Linked DNA regions of Mus musculus: region 2 is linked to region 1. The links are chromatin contacts, called in public promoter capture Hi-C maps. All regions are on one chromosome and are shown on one strand. Each heading gives the region's core, a stretch centred on a gene start, on an enhancer-like site or on the middle of the called end of the contact. The rest is flanking DNA. Distances are from core to core; before and after follow the strand shown.

Evidence for each region. Promoter capture Hi-C pulls out the DNA fragments that hold promoters and counts their contacts.
Region 2: a contact with region 1 is called in a promoter capture Hi-C map of hippocampal neurons, with 3 times the contacts expected there. The contact joins two enhancer-like sites. A contact is called at or near these places in 1 of 39 promoter capture datasets (hippocampal neurons) and 5 of 484 Hi-C or Micro-C datasets (cortical neurons, embryonic stem cells and hippocampal excitatory neurons).

Annotation. Positions count from the first base shown.
Region 1 is chr9:97,313,019-97,316,146 of GRCm38.p6, reverse strand. It overlaps Gm46149 (a long non-coding RNA gene), which reads right to left. Exons shown (of 3, transcript XR_001779354.1): 2 at 555-800. Among named protein-coding and RNA genes, the nearest start is that of Gm46149, 4.0 kb to the right of the region's middle. Within about 2 kb of position 1,621, at least 7 of the 459 cell types and tissues checked have an H3K27ac peak or open chromatin away from gene starts, as enhancers often do. A contact at or near this core is called in hippocampal neurons, where this site is marked.
Region 2 is chr9:97,448,386-97,451,513 of GRCm38.p6, reverse strand. All of the region lies in intron 17 of Clstn2 (calsyntenin 2), which reads left to right. Among named protein-coding and RNA genes, the nearest start is that of Gm25607, 10 kb to the right of the region's middle. Within about 2 kb of position 1,678, at least 9 of the 459 cell types and tissues checked have an H3K27ac peak or open chromatin away from gene starts, as enhancers often do. A contact at or near this core is called in hippocampal neurons, where this site is marked.

The DNA.
Region 1 (3,128 bases), core at 372-2,871:
TGCCTCCCACCAGCTGCAGCACTCAGGAGAGCCAGCCCTGTACCTCACCCAGACAGCACAGCAGAGCTCACCCGGGTGGCTGGGCCTCAGATAAACCAGCCCCAAAGTAAGGAAGAGATGACCCCTCTACCGAGAGGAAACCTGCAGTGATGGGGGTGTCCTCTGCCCTCCTCACCCCTCTCCACCTGAGGCACTTGGGAGAACTGACCCTGGGGTCATGGCAGCAGGTGAGCTGGTCCTGTCCCTCACCTGCTGCAGCACCCAGGAAGGCAGGTCCTGTACCTCACCTGGAAGCACAGTAGTGCTGGCCCTGGTGGAGGGAATGCGGGTGAGCCAACCCTGAGGGTGAGAGTGTGGAAGAGGTGGCCCGACTATTCATCTATTGGGAGGTTGGGAGGTGACGTATGTGTGATGCGATGCCCTTCCCCATCCCCCCACAACCTTAGGCAGTTGGGAGAGCTGGTCCCAAGGGCATGAGAGCCCGGAGTGTTGACCCTGTTTCCTTCTGATGGCTGTTGTGGGTGGCCGAGCCCAAGCAATGCTCGAGAGCTCACCCTGGTGGTGGAGATAAGGAAGAGCTCAGCTTCCACCCAGGCCCAGATCCAGGGCTCTGAGTTGGCCCACACCAAAATCTGTATCATCTGTGGATGGCTGTCATGGGTGAAAGGGCCAGTCCTGCAGGACCTCCACGACACATGCAGCAACAGGATAACCGGGAGGAGTTCCAATGAGGATCCAATATCGATGGTGTCACAGAAGCCAGAGATCTTGAACTAGATGTGTCTCGTTGCAATGAACATCTGCAAGTAAAGATTTGTGGACAGAGGGACAGACTGTGGGACACACTGTGACATGCTACAGCTTTTACAATGAGATATTTCCTATGCTTTGTGGTGGTGGTGGAGAGAGAGAGAGACAGAGAGAGAGAGACAGAGAGAGAGAGAGTTATTTTGGGGAGAGGTTGCAAGGGTGAAGGGTAGATACAAGAGACAGGGAGATGAGCAGGACTGGAGTGCATGATGTGCAATTCACAAAGAATCGATAAAAAGGTTTTTTTTTTAATTAAAGAAAAGAATGTTCTCAGAGCCTATTCTCACTGTAGAGGGTAAAGAAATATGGCATGTTACTACAACCTCCCATCTAACACAATGTAGCATTGATTTCATTATTGTTACTATGTTTTCTGGGGAATGTGTTGCCTTGGTTAGGGTTTAGTTATTCCCATGTTTCCCTTCCTATTTCTTATCAGATATTTCCCAAGGGGAGGTGACAACGGTTGAAATCCTGACCTTGCCTGGAGACTCGTAGAAAGCAAAACGTTCCCAGGTGGCTAGTTCACGAGCATGGCTCACTACCATCACACAGAGATGCAGCCCACATACACAGCAGCCCACATACATGACTCTATGTCCAAAACACCTTCCCAGAGCCTTTGTGGTGGTGTAGATTGAGCAATTCAGCAAGAACGGCCCCTGACTAGCCTGTGACTCTGTCCTGGGTGCTTGACTCTATTTATCAAGCCCCAGTTTTCCCATCAGTGGAGTGAGCGTCGGGCCATGCTCACTTGAGCGGCTGTTGTAGGACTCAAAGGGAAACTACTTAGGAAATAACTAGAGGAGCTCTTTCTGAGGCTGGTGGTGCCCTACTTTCCCAAGTGTTATAAGCCTGGGACTGCTGTTGAGCCCATGTATAGATCGGCAGTTGCCCTCAGAAGGCCAGGCTCTCGATGTTCATAAGAGACAACATCACAGTTAGGGGCTGTGAGGGTGAAATATAAAAAGATACAAAAACAGAAGACCATTTAATTATCATGGGAGAAGACAGTTTTGTGCGTAGGGCAGGAAAGTAGTTATCTTTCCCTATCCAAAAATATCTTCCCTACTAACCTGCCAAGATGCCTGACACTTTACCGTAACAAACTCATTCCTTTGGCTTAACTGCTGACATATCTAAGTGGTTCATAAACATTCACAGAGTAAATGAGAGCCACCAGGGCTTTACAGGAACCGCTATAGTGTTATATCAAGTAGCTGATGAGTAGCCTGAGAAATATTTCCTATCTGGAACCTCCTCCCAGCACCCAAGCAGGGGTACACAAAATCCTACCACACTGATGACATTTAAAATTCTTGCTAATTTTTTTTTGTGCTATCACTGAAATAGTTTGTGGGCCAACATCCTTGCCTCCAAACAGCCTGCTCGAATCCAGCTTTCGATTGCTGCCACAAATAGAAATGATCATGTCAGACCTTGTTCTGATGCTAGTGTTTCAGGACAGATGATGGCTCCTCCGTGTGGGATGGGGGTCCTCTAATACCACAGGCTCTTTCTAGCTGTAGCCTTCACTAATGACTTGCTCTCTCGTGCAAGCCAGCATTCCAACCATCCCATAATTAAAGCCAGCCAGGAAGCATCCCATTCCTCACCTTTCATTTTTTCTAAGAGTTGGTTGCTACCTTCCCCACATACAACAGACATCATGGTCTGTGGGAACACTCTCTCTCTCTCTCTCTCTCTCTCTCTCTCTCTCTCTCTCTCTCTCCCTCCCTCCCTCACTCTCCCTCTCTGTTTCCATCACCATTACTATGTGATTTCTGAGGGACCAGTGTGGAAAAATGTCACCTTCCCCAATGTGAGAGACAGAGCCCCAGATGCAAGGTAAAGGATAGCAGACTCTATTCTATCCTTGGATCCAGTTGAACCTAAGGATTATGTGGCATGCCTTCCTTCAGAGATGAGCCAGTTCTCCTCCCCTAATGTGTGGGGCTGAATTAATAATGCCTTGCTTCTAATGAACAGACTGGTAGAAATCAAAGTATGACGTGTCAGGGTCTGTCTTCAAGGCTTTGCTGCATCTACTTTGCCTTCTCTTGGGAGACTTGCACTAAATGAAGCCATTTGCCACAGTAGGAGACAGACAACCAGACCTGTAGAAAGGGCCACATGGTATATAACTCAGGCCACCTTCCGACAGCCAAAAGCTGAAGACATTTGCCCACAGCCATTCCATGAGCCAAAGCAGAAGTGGGGCCTCCAGCCCTCGTCATAACATCTGCTGCCACAAGGCTAATACCTTGTCTGCAACCTCAGGGGAGACCCTGACTCAGAATCACCCCACTATAATGCTC
Region 2 (3,128 bases), core at 429-2,928, 140 kb before region 1:
AGAGTATGGTATCTTGAAACCAAAGTTCCCAGATGACCTGGACACCATGGGACCCCTAGGAAGAGGTGAGCAACCAAGGAAAGGCAGATTCCGCCCCGAAGAGAATGAACTGACAGGTGTGGCCATAGATTCGTCCATTGCGTTTCTTGCCAAATGGACAACCTGGGTCTGCTCTTCAGAGCTTGAAGATAGGTGGGCTGCGAGTCTCAGGTAACTCAGAAGGTTGGGAGGAGGAGAAGCAGGAGGATGCCAGTGAGTTTCCCCAGTGGAGAAAAGCCATTAAACCCACTGAAGAAGTGTCTCAAGGAATCCTGAGTGTATTCAAGTAGATTTAAGCAAATTCTGTAAGTCTGACTAAGGCCCCAAGTCACACAGGTACAAAGGACTATGATTGCTGTGGCAGAACTTTCTGAGAACTTTATTGAATTAACCATTCATTTTGACCACTCACAGTTTAGACCAAATTTTCTGACCTTAACAAGAGAGTTTGTCTCAAGGGACACCCACCAAGTCTCCATGGAGATAACCACTGTTAGAAAAACAGCGCCCCCTTCCCGTGTACCAGAGATCAGCAAACCATCTATAGAGATCCAGAGAGGAAAGAAAGCCTTAGGGTTGTGCAGGGCCATTTGTTCTCAATGTTACTCTTCTAAACCCTGCCTGGTGCCATGGAAGCAGATTCATACAGTGCCCAAGCAAAGGAACACTCCAGTTAGTCCCGCCATCTACTTTCCAGTAAAACTAATCTATGAGACTGAAGGGAAAAAGGGGCTACTTGAATTCATTGAATTTTCATGTCATAAACTTTTTACTCTCTTATTTCTCATTTTCTACTCAAAACTTAGCCTGCTAGACATCTAGAAAGCTAGCCACTAGGCAGATCCATGTGAGGCTGACTCTCACCCTCAATACATAAAAAGCATCCATCCCTCCCCCATCCCTCTACCCCAAAGAAAACACCCAACAGCTCCCTAGTGGTCATTGCCTTGAATTGAACAGCTGGAAAACTCTGGGTTCTTTCATTAAAGCTCTCTTAGAAGTTCACAGGAGACTGGAGAAAACGCAAAAGAAACCGGTAAATGAGCAACCAAAATCCCACTTGTTATTTCTGAATTGAAGAAATCAGACAAATATTCCTAAGGGTTGGATGCCTAGACCCAGAGACCTGGGTAATCACTGAGCACAGGGGCTTCCTCCTCTGCTGTGGCAAGTGCTAACTCCCCAGGCTAAGCACCTTCCTGGCAGGGCTCAGTCCATAATGATTTCTAAGCAGGAGTGTTCATTATCTGGGACTGATTTTCATTTCAGCCCTGTTCATGTCTTCGCTCTAAAAATGATCCTAAAGACTTGTGGCTGTTCAAATCAATAGCAACACAATCAGCAGAAAGCCCTACCCAGCAACACTTCAAAATTAACAGCCTCCTTGCCTCTATGACTCAATATTAGCTGCAAAGAAAAGAGTGCTTTTTCTTAATCATCTCCCCATTTAAATTAACCAGATAGGCTTTGCAAAAAAAAGTGAGCGAATAAGTCTAACTCTTTAGAAAAGTGGGTGATGTTCACGGAACATATGGCCTCTGGAGGATCCCCAAAGCCTCCTGCAATATGCTCAGCCAGGTTCCAATGTTGCAGGCTTCTCTATCTGTGCCAGACATTTATCGAGGCTGACAAGCCAAAGCCCTTGGCACGGTTTAATTTTCATGTCACCACGTTCCGTTGTCCAGCTGGAGGCAAAGGGAATGAGCAGTGTAAGTTTCCAAGTCAACTCCAGGACCTTCACTTGCCTGTCTTTATTTGTTTTACTTTATACGTTTACCCTGTATTAGCTCCCTTCTGACACTGGTTGGAAAGGGGAAGCTGGTGTTTTCCGGGAGCTACAAATTAGGAGCTAAGCTTGACTTTGTCCCATGGTAACAAAGAGAGACAGAAGTTATCTCCATGAGCATGCCAGAGAGCGATTGCATTGAGTCACTAGGCAGATGGAAGTCTCTGTTTGCACCTATGTTCCATAAATTCAGCAAGTCCTCACCAAGCACCCGTGTGTGCTTGATTCTAAGCCAAGGAACAGGAGAGAGAGGATGAACTAGAGAGAAGCCTCCTCCGCTCTTGTAGTGTCAGAGGGTTCCACACGCAGGACTGCCGGGGGGAAAGTTTAAGATGCAGTCATCTAGTTTAAGTCAGATGGTAGGGATGATCCTAGGGATGCTGAAGGGCCTCCATGAGCAGAGAGAGCTCCAGGAAAGTGAGCAACATGCTCCGAAATTCTCCTTCGTTATCATGGCTCGGGTCATGTGTAGAGGAAAGCCTTTCCCTTTATAGAGAAATAATTTGGCTGATGGCTGAGAGTTGGTGAAGCTGAGATGGAGGTAGTCCTCAAATAGAAGCAGTAGGCAGGCAGACCAGGAAAATTATGAACAGTGGTTTAAATGGGTTCAAGAGGCTTACAGCCCCCCTGATGGCTGAGAGTTGGTGAAGCTAAGACAGAGGTAGTCCTCAAAAAGAAGGAGTAGGTAAGTAGACCAGGAAAATTATGAACAGTGCTTTAAGTGGGTCCAGGGGGCTTCCAGCCAAAGCCCAGGGTCTGGCCCGCCTGATGCAAGGTTCACACATGAAGGACTGAGCTCTGGCTGGGTGATCCGCAGGGCAGCTGCAGCCGCAGTCTCAGCAGCACTCCGGAAACTAGTAAGGCACACTCTACAAGTGAGGCTTCAGCAAGCTGCACTCTGAGAACAAAGCTTAGGAAGGCCAGGGTTTCAGCGCTGTCTCTGTGGAGGCCAGCCTGTGCTGGCACTTGGAGGAGGGAGAATGGCAAATGCCGTCACAATTCAGACACTAAGTTAGATGGGTAATGGACTGCTTCTCTTGGAAGGACAGTATCCCGTGTTGCTAAAAGTAGGAGAAAGAGAAAAAGGAAAAGAAAAGTCAAAGCTGCAGCTTCATCTACAGTGGGAATCTCATTCCTATAGTCCATATAGGTACTGGGTTCCCACCATTTTCCCTTCCTGACGTATGGCATAAGATCTATGTTGTAAGCACCATAAGCCTTCAGCTGGAACTTCTTGTATTTTGTCAGTCATTGTGCCTATGACCTAAGTCAAGTCTCATACTAGGATCTCAAGGTCAAGGTC